Regions from separate parts of the Mus musculus genome. Here region 2 is linked to region 1. Evidence: chromatin contacts called from public Hi-C data. All regions are on one chromosome and are shown on one strand. Each heading gives the region's core, a stretch centred on a gene start, on an enhancer-like site or on the middle of the called end of the contact. The rest is flanking DNA. Distances are from core to core; before and after follow the strand shown.

Region 1 (6,816 bases), core at 401-2,900:
AGCTATTGCTGTATCCTTTTGAAATCTACAGTTTTAGTATGGACTGTGATTGAGTCCCCAGTTAAATAGTTTAAATGTAGTGCAAAGTGAAAAGTGGTCATCTCTCTGTCATACACTTTAGTGCTTTATAAAAACTGAGCAAAGGTGACTAAGAGCTAACCTGTGGCCCAGTGAATGCTCAGGGTCAGATGAGGCAAGGAACTGATGTTTGACTGAGCATGATGCAATATAGGGAAAAAGAGGAGGTAGTAGTCCTGGGGAGTTGATACTTGATTCTAGTCTCAATGATAAGCTGTTCTGATCAGCATAAACATAAATAGTTCCAGAACAAACAGTTGAGATTAAAAAAAAAAAAAAATCTAGATTTCAGTAAGTATTTATGTAGTGTTAATGAGGTATTGTACCTTTAGTCAGGATCTTAGTATAGCCCTAGCTGACCTGGAATTTGTTAGGTTATAGACCTTGTATATACAGAGATCCACCTGCCTCTGCCTCCCAACTCTGATATTTAAGGTTTGAGCCACCACACCCAGGCTGCTTTGTTTCTGTATATTATTTTCAGACGGGATTTATAGTCTAAGATGCCCTGGAACCTTACTGCATGAAGCCTACGTAACCTGGCTTCAAACTTGGATCCTTCTGCCTCAGCATTTGTGGTGCTTGGATTACTGTTGTGCACTTTGTCATAGTTAAGAGACAAGTTACAGTGTTTCCCCTGGAACTTGGCCAAACCATTTCATATTTATATAATTTTAGGTTGTTTGCCCAGAAAGACCCCAGAAAATTACAGTTTTTGTTAACATGGTGTAGCTAAACCTTACCAGAACAGCCAGGCATGGTGGTGCACGCCTTTAATCCCAGCACCCGGGAGGCAGAGGCAGGCGGATTTCTGAGTTTGAGGCCAGCCTGGTCTACAAAGTGAGTTCCAGGTCAGCCAGGGCTATACAAAGAAACCCTGTCTCGAAAAACAAACAAACAACTTTACTGGAACACTATAAAGAAGCCTGGGTTTACCAATTGAAAAGATGGGAATATGGCAAATTAGGTGCTCTTTTGTATAAGGATATGTGAGCAATTACTGTGAGAATTAACTAATTCAAAAACATTTGTGTTCTTATTAGTAGTTTTTACTTATAATACACACACACACACACACAAACACACACATATCTAAGAGAAACTGATCTATCAAGTTACCAACTTTCAGGGAGAGACTTTGTGTTAGGACTTGGTGTTCAGATGCTTTAAGTAATGTCCCTTATCACTGGGCTAATGACCTGACCCATGCATTCTCTTTAGCGGCATTTCAGGCTACAGCATGCTCTGGCATTGTTTTCTAAAAGGAGCCATGGGAAGTCCTGTGCTCCATTTTTAGGAAATTGGTAATTGCAATGGTTCTAAGTATTATTTTGGTTAACAGTTGTTTATTATGTTAGGTATAGGTGATGCAAAGATAAAATTTGATGTCTGCCACTTTAGTGGGGCATAGAGACAAGTACATAAATTATAGTACAGCGTAGAAGTACAGATGGAGGAGGAATAAAAGAAGAAAGGGAGGAGAAAGAAAAGGGAGAGAGGAGAGAACACAGATGAACAAGAGCAGATGGGGAGGATAAGTAAGTTAAGAAGATCTGTGTAGGTCACAGTGTGAGGAGGCTTCTGCAACTAAGCAGGACTAGGACTACTCTGTAGTGTGTTATTAGCCTTCCAGAGTCTGCAGGTCTCCAGGTTGTGTTTGACAATTGGGCCTGGACTGATTGCTGCCCTCTTCTTTACACCAGGTTACGGAACCCCATATGGTTACAGCACAGCTGCCCCTGCATATGGTATGTACACTTCCTTACTGATTCCTCCTCTTAGCAAATTTGTCACAGCAACTCAAAACATTGTACCCAGAGTTTCAGTAAACATGTTCGAGGATCTCAGATCTGATCATTCAAGGGGCCCAACTTAAATTCCCTCTGAAAATGCCACAACCTTGTGGTTCTTGGTTTGGTCGAAGTTGCTCTTCTCTCTGCTTTGCCTGATTGGAGAACTGCTTGTTCTTATTGCCTGTTTCTGACCATATTGAAATTATATATTTGAAGTAATTATTCTTACAGCCAGCCTATACTCCATTCAAAGGCTACTGAAGGGCCACACTCCAGTTTCTAGCCCAACCACCTGCCAGTTACATGGCCACATTGTTAGTTTGTGTATAGAACTTTATGAATGTGGGTGATTTGAGTCAAGAAAACAAAGTCATCATTTCAAATTTGTACCCATTAGTCTTTGCTATACCTTTTGCTTTGGGAATAGATAGATGTCATTAGTCCCACAGAGATAATGGGTTTCATTGCCAATGTTACCTGTTTTTTTGCAGAAAGTCAGTTTTTTGCAGAAAGTTAGTAGCTGATGCTAGAAAATCCTAGGCCTATTGCTTGGTTTTTTTTTTTTTTTTTTTTTTTTTTTTTGGTTGGTTGGTTGGTTAGTTTTTTTGTCAAAATAAAAAATACCAGCAGATATGTGAATGAATCCTAATGGCCCTTTGGATAACTTTTGAATGAGGTTTATGTGGCAATGGAGGCAGTAGGTTTGGAGTCAGTGATATGCTCTTAGACATTTTTTGTAACTCAGGTGCTCTATGTTACGGAATCAGCCATCATCTATAGGATGCTTGTCACTGAGAAAGAGAGCAAAGGGTGTGTGTGTGAGCGTGTGTCTGTCTGTCTGTCCACACAGCCCAACCAGGTGTGCATGCACACGGAAGGCAAAGGTCCTTCATGCATTGCTGTTTGTGGCATGGATCCTCTACATGAGCCTTCACATTGTGCCTTTTCCTCTTCACACATCAGCTTTACCATTTTTATTTTGATGACAATTATAGGTCCTTAAGACATTGCTATACTGAAGTGTAGAATTTGAATAGTTTGGCAAGGTTCAAATGTGTTCAAGAAGTTTTGTTTGGGCAAAATGCAGAGCCCAGATTTAAGTCCTTTGCCTGGTTGTATCCCTCGCCCACTCATGTGACCCAGGCTTCTCCATATTCTGAACTATAGGAATCACAGATGTGGGAGTTCAGGATTAGTATTTGTTTTTATCTATATTTCCTTCTGAATTCAGACTGGCTCTTTTTGTTTTGACCATTGGCATTTGCCCTTTCTCCAGCTTCTTAATGTCCTGAACACCTCATCCTGACAAATTGGGGCCAGCTGATTAACCTAGGCGTAGCACACTTGACTTACTTGCTATACCTGAGTCTGTGTGCCAGTCACAAAATAACAAGATGAATTCTACTAAAGCATTGCTAGAGACTTTCTTTAAAAAATTTGGGTTTTAGACTCTTCAGTTACATCCATGTTTTCCTCAAGTCTTTTTAATTTTTCTTTTCTGGTCCTTCCTTAACATTCTTTCACCCTGTGGCTTCTGAGCCTCAGAAGGCGCCTCTCTTCCATGTGCCATATACTGACTTCCAAAGCTGGTGTAATTTGATGCCCCATTTTTCACATAAAAGATTGGGTTTTTAAATGTTACTGTGATGCAAATCTACTAAAACAATGCTTTATTTTGGCTGTAAGGTAAATATGTCTTTTGGCCTTTGTAAAGCTGTTGCATGTGGGGTTATCTCCCTCTGATCATCTGGTGCTCTTGAATACCTGCTGTTGCTGCTTTGTGATTTCTCCTAGGGTAAACATCAGCATAAAGGCAGGGGCAGATTTCAAATCCTCCTTAGTATGCAGGAGTTTGTGAGGCCACAAGAACGTATTAATTACAAATTAAGTAAACAATTAATCTTTCCAGATTTGCCATGCCAAATTAATGGTAGCCACTGAGATGACAAATACCTGGTGGTGCCTTGATTGAAGCTGTCTTTCTGGGAGTTGAGGCCCACACAGAAAACCTTATATCTTGACATATTTTTTCCTTTAAAATGTCATGTGCCATATGTATTTCTTGAGTCACTTTAGGACAAAAATGTTAATCACTACCATTGCTTTACATCTTTAGAATTCATGCCTGCTCACTCAGATGTCATTCTGAGTGTCATTCTATAATACAGGCTTTTTATTTTAGAGCAGAAAACATTATGTATCAAGATAGAAGAGCAATTGATTTGTGAGAGATTTGTGGGCCTCTTCCAAAATGGTATGAAGTGGACTGACTAATCTGGAAATGGTTAATGATAATTACTGTAAGAATTTTTAACCTGAAATTTTTATTGGAGTCCTCTCCGTTTCTTTTCTCTGTAGGTTTGCCCAAGAGAATGGTTCTGTTACCCGTTATGAAATTCCCAACATATCCTGTTCCCCACTACTCATTCTTTTAGTAAATGACAGAAGCTCATTCCTATTGAACAACAATACAGTACAATGCAGAATGTTAGAGAAAAAGCCTTTTTATCCTGCTTTCTTTGAACACATACTTACTTGATCAAAATTATTTGTAAAGAACATCTTTCCTACTTTTTGATTTTAACAAATGCAAATTCAGTTCTCTAAAACTTGAAAACAAACAAAAGAAACCAGTTCTGTGAAACGGTACCTCATTCCTGGAAATAATTTATACCAGCCCCTTCGTTGTAGGGAAGTCTAGCAGCTCAAAGTTGACGTTTTAAGAGAGTATCAGATTATGTAAAGTTAAATTTGTGAAGGATGTATAGAGTCTCAACACTGATTACAAATAAACTGCTTTGTTGTAACACAGAGTACTGCCTGGTTCCTGATGCAGTCACTGATTGGTAGCTGAGTGATATGTGCTTACTCCAGGGCACTTGAATTTGGGCTGTAGTTATTTTTTTTTTAAATACAGTAGAAACTTTTCATTTAAACTTTAACTTTGTAAATAACGAAGTGTGTAATTAAAGCCAATAAAATATGGGTTTGAATATTGTTTTATCTTATTATTTTTGATATGTTTTGGTATCAAATTTCAAGGAATTGAAAACTAGTAATAACTTGGCCCTAGAAACCCATTTATTTGTAAGCAAGCTGCTAAAACAAAGCAAAGATGATTTCTCAATCTATTCATTTTGTAAGCTCTTTGTACTCCATTTGTACAAGAGCATCCCCATGATAAGGTTACATTCTGTTATTCCAGCATTGCTTATTAAAATGATGGCACCATCCAAAGATGGGGAAGGAGGATTGTGATTATTTTAGTTTACGAATTTCCAAGTTAAAAAAATAAATTAATCAATCACCCTCTTTTGTTCTTGTGGCCTTCTTCACTCTGTAAGACTCTGTGTTCACTCCTTGACTTTTTCCATGTAGATAGATGATTAGCAGGTTTTTTTTTTTTTTTGGAATTCCTTGAAGAGTCTCCTTTCCTCTTCTTTGATATCAGAATCTAAAGCAGCAACAGGATCCCCATAAAAACTCGCTCTCTGATTGTCCCAGTTCTTGTTGAGTGCTGCTGTGAAAAGTGACAGATTTCAGCCATGGGTCAGCATTTACTTTTAAGACACCTGATTATACTGGTAGAAACTGGGAGCCAGTAACATTGTGCTGGTCTGTGAAGGGTGCAGACCCAAGTCCTTCCTTGCATTCTCACCATGTTTGGAAAGCTGATGATGTTACTAGAAGGTAATGGTTTCATTAAGGTACTCACCCCCATTCAGGCACAAGTGTAGTCCTCTGCAGACACAAGTCACTATTCTTAAAAATGATTTAGGAAGTAACTACTTTTCTGTTAAATTCCTTTTCAAAACTTCAAGCAGTGCCCATCACTTGAAAGTGGTCTTACTAAACTTAATGTACCAGGCTCCTTTGGAAGGGAATGCGAGATGAGCCTGCGGGCACAAATACTGCTCAGATGTGTATCACACAGTCATTTGTTCCTTTCCTTGACCTTTGTTTTCTAATAGTGGTGGGTGATACTTTAATAAAACCTTGTCACTTGCTGAAAATAGCTTTAACTTGTCATTCTCATCATGTGTGTTAGTGGCAAGACATAATGGAGCAGGGCCCTTTTCAGCTGGGAATTTTCATGTTCATTGGTTTGTTTTGCTGACCTATGGATGAAACAGAGCCATCACTGAGAAGAAAAAGCATGGCTGCTAGTATCTAGTTTTTAATTAATTAAATATTTACAATGGTTCTGTTTTTGAAATACTATTAATTGGCAGTTGCAGTTGTATTGTTATTTGAAATTGACCATCAAATTTGGACTCTAGGCTGGAATCTGCCTTGAGATTTCTCTTTAGAAAAGACTTTTGCAGTCTCTGACTCTGCCTCATAACTCACCCCCTCTCTGATGGAGGAGGAAGCTGTGCTGTTCTCCAACATGATGGCCGTCATTTCAAATGGTTCCTACCAAGTCTTCCCTCTTTCTTCTTAATTTTGTTGTTTGTTGGAAGTTACTAACCATGTTGTAAACCTGCCCAGTTGCTGCAAACTTTTACATTTCTCTGCTTTACTTAAAACAATGGAGCTGTTGACCCTATGTTAGAAGTGGTAACCATGCAAGTTCAATTGTTTAAATTCTGTAATGAATTAAGTGTCCTCCCACCTTTTGCCCGTCCCACCCTTCATTTTGTAATGAAAATTCCACTTACAGTTGAAAGAGCAGAGAAATATAAATGAAGCTCTTAGCTTCGTCCAATTGTATGAGATTAACATAAAGTTCTGCTTCTCTGCTCTTTTCTCCACTGTAGGTGGTTTTTTCATTGACAGCCCCTATTGCCAGCCTCTGAGCGTCGCACCATTTATTATTCACTTGGGCCCTCAAGATTTCTTCTCTGACTTCTAGAACCATCAGGTTGTCTGGCTTGAATGGCAATTTTATATCTTGGTCTTAAGAGCAATGTGACCCCTAAGGCTTTCCAGCTTTCAGATCCAC
Region 2 (6,959 bases), core at 676-3,175, 990 kb before region 1:
GGGGAGCACAGCACATCCTCCAGCTATGCCACTTTACCCGGATTTTCTACTGACGACAAACACAACGGAACATAACACATCACTGTGTATAACGGACTGAACAACAGACTTCAGAGAAACCTGGGCTTGCAGCAGGCCATTAGAGGAGGCCTCCAGACCCCACGGATGGTGATTTGGGGGAACCTGGAGAGAAACTGGCAGGAGGGGGTATCTCCTGGACAGTGGTTCCAATCCAGCAGACACTGTCCATCTTGCACCAAGCAGTTTCACAGGTGCACAGAGCTGGCCCTGCCTGGTCTAAGTCCCTCCTCAGGGCAGGGGGTCAGGCAGTGCAGAAGAAAGAGGAGTCACCCAGCATGGCCTACCCAGGTCTTTATCCCAGAAACGAGGATTGCAAAACTGGCAGAAGCCACAGACCATGGGCCTCAAAGTGGAAGGCCAACCAAAGAGTCCTCCCACAACACGCATGACTCTTGTCAAAACACACAAGTGACCCGGCTCACCTGTCTGAAACATTAGACATGAAAAAGGCAGACTTCACATAAGAGTCTGGTGTCTCTGCAAGCTGCCCTTCCCCAGGTGGTGCTTCTGTCACACACCTTGAAAACCCACTGTGGCATCGTCCACGGGGTGGGGCCGAAGCCTGGGCTCCAGCATGGATGGCAGGCAGAGCTGTGTGTGTGACCTGCTCTGACCACTCTCTAGCCAAAGGCCAAGATGTTTCGTTCTTGGTTCCTCATCAGTGAGACCTCATGCTTGGCAGCTGGTTCTCCCATCTGGACAATGGAAAGCGAGGATCAGAACGCAGTTTGGTCCATGATGAATTCTCACTAATGAGGGCTCATCCCTAGAGATGTCTGTCTCTCTAAAAAATGTGTGACACGTTGTGGTCACGCACAGCAGGGTCACACACATGGTAGCACTGGCATATGGCAAGGAGAGTTCTACTCCCCACCAGGTGACCCTGTACCAGACAGCTTGGTAGGACCCTCTCCCCACCTGTCTTCTGGCTACCCACGACCCAAGCCCACTGCCACACTGTAGGCTGGTGGCTCTTTTGAAGGCCACCTGGATATGGGTGATCTCTTGCCCTCATGCTGATGTGGGCTCCCTTCTCTCAGCCTCAGTCTCCTTCTCAGCCAAACGAGATGAAAGTCCTGGGTGTGACGCCATCTTAGAAAAGCAAAATGTTTCTTAAATATTTTTAAAGCCCCACCTTCTTCTGATTTGTCCCTATAGTGAACGAGTGGACACTTAAGTACAGGGTGGCTGCAGATCCTGGGTGACACTGTGACCTTCCAGTTGGAATTTAGACTCCCTCAGTCGACATCTGCATGCACACTCTGGCTTTTGGGAAAGCGATCCACCCATCCTCTAACCAGCTCACCTCTGTCAGTCTGTGGCCCCTTGAGGGCAGGGAAGCCTGCTGGGTCACACATCCCAGCATGGCACAGGGCCAAGCCAGGCCGTCCCCCTTGACTGCTTGTCTCTTACGGGGTTATCCTCAATGGGCTCTGTTTGCCCAATCCCAGAGAGACCAGGCATCCCCACAAGGGGCTTGGGTATGAGCAACCTCCCTTCCTGCCCCGTCCAGTCTCAGCCCGAGGCGCCTTGTCACCACTGTCACCGCTGCCAAGCGCAAGGCCTGCGTTCCTGCTCTCCAGACCCACCATTTGTCTCGAAGCTGCTGCCGTTGCTTGGAGCGAGACACTTGCTTGTAGCTTGTGAGCTGTGTATAGGCAAATCTTTCATTTTTCTTTCATTATGCCGGCGTGTACTGTCACTTAATTTTTATGTATGCAATCCTTCCTGACAAATATGATCTGCTGCCTGGTAATTCGTCTGACGCTCATTCTGTTCCGAGCTCTAATTACGGCTCCTATTCCTGACACCGAGGCAGCCACTCTGCCACCGCTGGGTACCGCACCTGTCAGCCCGACCATGGCACTGACTAATGCCCTTTCATGCCAGCCTCCTGTTAGCAAATACAAGCATAAGGAGGGGCCAGGGAGGGAAGGCAGAGAAGGGATTTGCATAAGCCCGGCTCCGGGTCAGCAGCTTTAGTAGATGAGGAGGTTGCCAGGACAATGTGACTAACTGCCCCAGCATCCCCACATAGTAGGTGCACATTAGATGCAGAAGATGAATAATTCATAGTCACACACAGGGTGTGAAGGGCCCCTACATCCTTCCTGTGTTATGGTGTGATAGCAATTAACTCCTTTTCTTGCCCAACTAGACTTGTGTGCACTTAGCTGTATACAGAACTGGTAGTAAAAGGGTGCTTTCTCCTGGAGCTTGGAGACTTCTGGTCCCAGGTTATGGGTCTGACTGTCAACCTCCACGGTAGGCACAGAGGACAGGCCTCAGCTGCCAGAGCTGGTTTGGCAAGCGCAGGTTGGTGGAGCACCCTTAGCTCCATGGTGCCTCCTGGAGTCTGGTGCCCATGGCCTGAAGCAGGGCTGGACCTGGGAGGTAACCTGCACCCATCACACAGGGTCTACGCTCAGGAGGCCTCAGGAGGTGCCTGGCACGTGAGGGTAGCCTCCTCCAAGTCCCAGTTCCTTCTCATTAATGTAATAAGTGCAGTAGTCCGAGCAGATAAAATCACACTGTCAGAGGAGCCGGGTCTCTGTCATCCCTAACAAGGCGATCTTAACCAGCTCTGACTAGCCACTGCAGCCATCTTCTCCAAGACAGGACAGAGTGGGGCTTGGGCCTGACTGACAGGCCCAGGAGGCAGTGCCTAGGCTCTTCTCTGACAGCTTCCCTCCGAGTTCCGACCTTTTCGAAACTCTTTAGCCAGACAGGGGCTGAGGAACATTTATTAGGGGTAGAGAGCTTGTACCTGCCTAGCCTGTAGGAGGCCCTGGGTTCTGTCACCAACACCACAAAGAAAAAGCATCCTACCTCAGTAAACAGGTTGGAACAGACTGGGAAACTGAGGCTTCCTTCTCGTCAGAGTCAGTAACTGGGGAATCCCCGAAGGAGACTCCTGGCCCTGACCTCATGAAGAAGTAGGCACTACACAGGAGAGGTCAGCATGTGGATTGGACACTGTGTGACCTTGAAATAGACCAACTTCCTGAGTTCCAGTGTCTAGATCCTGTGTACCCTGAAGGCCAGTGGAGATGCGACAGAGCATCCTCAGGTCCTTGGGTATGGCCCTACAAAGCCTTTCCTAGGGGCCTGAGGACCACAGGAGTCGAGGGAGAGGCCAGCCCAGGTATTCCCAGGGCTGAGTGGAGGCCCAGGCCTCGTCACACTCCTGCAACCAGCTGGCTCACATCTCACAAGTGCGTGCCTTGAGTCTGAGCCACCATGACCTGAATGAACGGTGACAGTTTCCAGAGGAGAGTTCCCCACAGAGCACCCATGCTGCCACCAGAAGCTGCTGATGGCTCATGGCTGGCTACAGGCACCCAGTTGTGTGGTGATGGGAGACACCCAGACTGGAGCTGTGGGGTGGCATGGAAATGAGTAGAGCCAGAGGTTTTTTTTTTTTTTTTTCCCTGGGAGGTGGCCACAGGTCACAGGCTGGCTCCGGGTCTCCTCTGTCTCCCCTAGTGATCCCTGAGAGATGTTGGGAGAAGCTGGGAGACCCCGGCCTCTCATGGATTCCTGGTGAAACCCTGCTGTCTCTGTGGTTATGCTGGCTCCATTAAACTAATTAAAGAGCAGCAGCTCCATCTTCATCACTCCGGCACACACTCCGGCACACACTCCGGCACACACTCCGAAGCCCACACAGCCCCACCTAACCTGAAGCCCCTCTTCACACTCCCAACAGGGACATCAAGGCCTGTACCCATTCTCCAACACCTGCTTATTGGCATCACCCCAAGCTCATGCACAGCTCCCACAACTGGACATGGCTCCTTCTCGGGGGCCTTCCCAGATGTTCTTCCTCCACAATCCAACCACCCAGCCCCAGCCCCCAAGACTGCCTCTTCAGTCTTACAAGCAGATCTACCTGGGGAGTAGGTCACAGGGCCAATTGGGCACAGCAAAAGGACCACAAGCCAGGCAGATGCAGTCCATTCTATATGACAGGGTCTGTTGGCCTTCCAGGAAGTACTAGAGAGATGACTTGGGGATATGGGGAGATCCCCCTTCCCCCCTGCAGTGGCCCCTCTGGGCCTCAGTTTCCTCTACTTTGGATCTATCCCAAAGCAAGGGTGAACTCTTAAGACTCAAAAAAGATCTTCCCACACACTACAAATAGTTCCAGGAGAATGGATGCCCTTCCGGCTGGGTCACCCAGGCCTACAGGGGCTGCGGGTAGGTGGGACATAGGCCTCTTACCTAGTGAGTGGGCCGCAGTGGTCTCCGAGCTGAAGAAGCGGCCCAGGCCGAGGTCACCAAGCTTCACAATGCCCGTAGCTGTGATGAACACGTTGGCGGGCTTGATGTCTGCAGGGCAAGGACACAGGGTTGGTGTGGGGAGAGCAGGCTTAGAAGGGATGGGAGGAGGCTCATTTACTTCATCTGTAACATGACTATCCCCCTCCCCCATGTCACAGGTTGGCTGTGAGTGGGGAGCAGAGACTTCTATACTACTGTCTCCTTTTGTACAGCTGCCTCCCCTGTGCCAGACGAGCGTCACCGCACGGGAGACACTGTCTGACAGTCAGTAAGCTTTGCACTGCAGTGACTAGGGCAGGGTCTCACACAGGTGAAAGCAACTCAAAGACACCTTCGACAGGCTTCCTCACAACCTGAAATACCTCCTCAAAGCACTTTCTGGGGTAGGGTGGGGGTATAGCTTGCTTAGCCAATGCCTACCAAGATATCAAAGCCCATGGGAAACTTTCTCTGGGCAAAACTGGCCTCAGCACCAGGTTTGGCCACATCTGGGATGAGTGGAGTCAGCATGCTGTGATGGTCCCATTCCCTGAAGCTTAAGTGATGACTATCGGGCATCAGATAAGACTCCCCCGCCCTCCCAGGTGGGTCCTCGAATGGGACAGATGTGAGTGCAGCTACTGGATACCCTGCATGGCCTAAATGGCCTCATTCTCAGGGCAGCTCCTGGGGCGCTCGAAGGCTCAGAGCTGGAGTCCCGGGCCAAGGAGGGGCACACACCTCGGTGCATCACACGTCGGGAGTGCATGTGCTCCACAGCGCTGCACAGCTGCACGAAGTACTTCCACACGGTCCTCTCAGGGATAAGCCGCTTCTGCTTCTTGAAATACTGTGGGGTGACAGACAGACAGGCCTGGGTGAGCATATTTCCAGCAAGGGTGACACGGTGATCACACCAGCAAAGGCCAAGCAAACAGTGAGGGGCCGGGATGTTGTGTCAGCACCTCTCTTCAGCCCAGCAGAGCTCAGGGGGCCCCAGATGAAATGGACCATGAGGTCAGAGCCTGGCCAGAGGGAAGCCCAAGGAAGAGCCTCTCAGTGACCTGCTCACAGGGGCCTGGGGAGACTAAGGACTCTCAGCATCAGTCCGAGCCTGGCGTGGGAGGAGAACCAGGCCTGAGAGATAGATAGTCATTGTTGTCCCCATGTCCTCAGTCGTTAAATCTCAGTGTCATGTGACTGCTAAAGGCACAGTAACCCTTGAGGAGAAGGACTTAACTTCGTCAAACAGACCCTTGGTTTCAGCAGGCACTAATTTATTTACCTCCTTGCCTACTGTCTTAGTCAGGGCTTCCATTGCTGTGATGAAACACCACAGCAAGTTTAGGAGGAAAGTGTTTATTTTATCCACTACTTCCATATCATAGTCTGTCATGGAAGGCGGTCAGGGCAGGAACTGGTGTGCACGAGCCGATGCAGAAGCCATGGAGGGGTGGCGCTTACTGGCTTGCTCATCCTGCTTTCTTATAGACCCCAGGACCACCAGCCCAGGGACAGAACCACCCATCATGGGCTAGGCCCTCCCCCATCAGTCACTAATTAAGAAAATGCCTTACAGTCTTGCCCACCCACGGCAGAATTTAATGGCTGCATTTTCTCAGTGGAGATTCCCTCCTCTCAGATTTCTTTAGCCTATGTCAAGTTGACTTAAAATTAGCCAGGACACCTAGTAAACCACATTGGAACCCCCAGGGGGGAAAAAAAAGAAAGAAAGAAAAAAGTCAAGAAACAACTCTCCAGGCTGCACTGAAAGAGAATTGAACAGAAGGTTCTGGAAGGATAATGCAGGAACAAATCCTGAGACAGTGTGTGTGTGTGTGTGTGTGTGTGTGTGTGTGTGTATAGGGGTGTGCGCAGCAGGCCTGTACTGAGGTGTAGGGCAATGGCTAGCACCTCGGCTACCTCATCACCAAGCTGTGGTTCTAGTGGCAAGAGGCAGCACTGTGGCCAGTGCCAAGCAGCTATTCCAGTGTAGGAAGCCAGGAACTAACTACCAGGGCACCTGCCTAGCCTGGGGAGGAAACAGAGGTGCAGGAAAGCCCTGCTGCGTACAGGCCACGCTCAATCATGCTGCTGGACTCTCAGCAAGCAGCACAAAGGCCCTGAGGGCTACAAAATGGAGCTTAGTTAGGCCTTCTGAGTTCATCACATCGAATGACGCTGAGAATCTGTGACGGGGACCATGCCCAGAGAGGCTCATGCACAGGCCCACGGCTATGCATCAGGAGCACGCACGGAGGCTGGGATCTAGAGCTGGGGACCTCCAGACACAGGGCCGGGATAGCTGCTAGCTACTGGCCTGGAAGTAAAACCCCTTGAGGCTCTCCTGAGGCCCTTCTAGGAGGAGCTGGCGAGCTGGCTCTTCTGGTCTCCCCAAAGACCTCTGCTTTGGGCCACCCCCAGGCCTCTGTGCCAGGCTGGGCGGCCTGTTATTTACACCATAATGTTATTTGGTCCTCATTATAGTGTTTACGTGGGGACGTGTGCAGCCGAGAGTGGTGATTTTCTAAATGTCATATTCTATAAGTGCCAGCTGACATTTAGTAGGGAGGCGCCGAGTCTCTGGTGGGTTTCAGACAGTGGCGGCTCTGGGC

Evidence for each region. Hi-C and Micro-C count contacts between places; a contact is called where the count stands out from the background.
Region 2: a Hi-C map of rod photoreceptor shows a contact between it and region 1, with 3 times the contacts expected there. The contact joins two enhancer-like sites.

The regions. Positions count from the first base shown.
Region 1 is chr2:37,581,520-37,588,335 of GRCm38.p6, reverse strand. Strbp (spermatid perinuclear RNA binding protein) reads left to right here. Exons shown (of 18, transcript NM_001379315.1): 17 at 1,782-1,826; 18 at 4,230-6,816. The coding sequence ends at 4,306. Among named protein-coding and RNA genes, the nearest start is that of Gpr21, 68 kb to the right of the region's middle. Within about 2 kb of position 1,650, at least 5 of the 459 cell types and tissues checked have an H3K27ac peak or open chromatin away from gene starts, as enhancers often do. A contact at or near this core is called in rod photoreceptor, where this site is marked.
Region 2 is chr2:38,567,082-38,574,040 of GRCm38.p6, reverse strand. It overlaps Nek6 (NIMA (never in mitosis gene a)-related expressed kinase 6), which reads right to left. Exons shown (of 10, transcript NM_021606.3): 6 at 5,086-5,194; 7 at 4,306-4,413. Among named protein-coding and RNA genes, the nearest start is that of Gm35808, 37 kb to the right of the region's middle. Within about 2 kb of position 1,925, at least 16 of the 459 cell types and tissues checked have an H3K27ac peak or open chromatin away from gene starts, as enhancers often do. A contact at or near this core is called in rod photoreceptor, where this site is marked.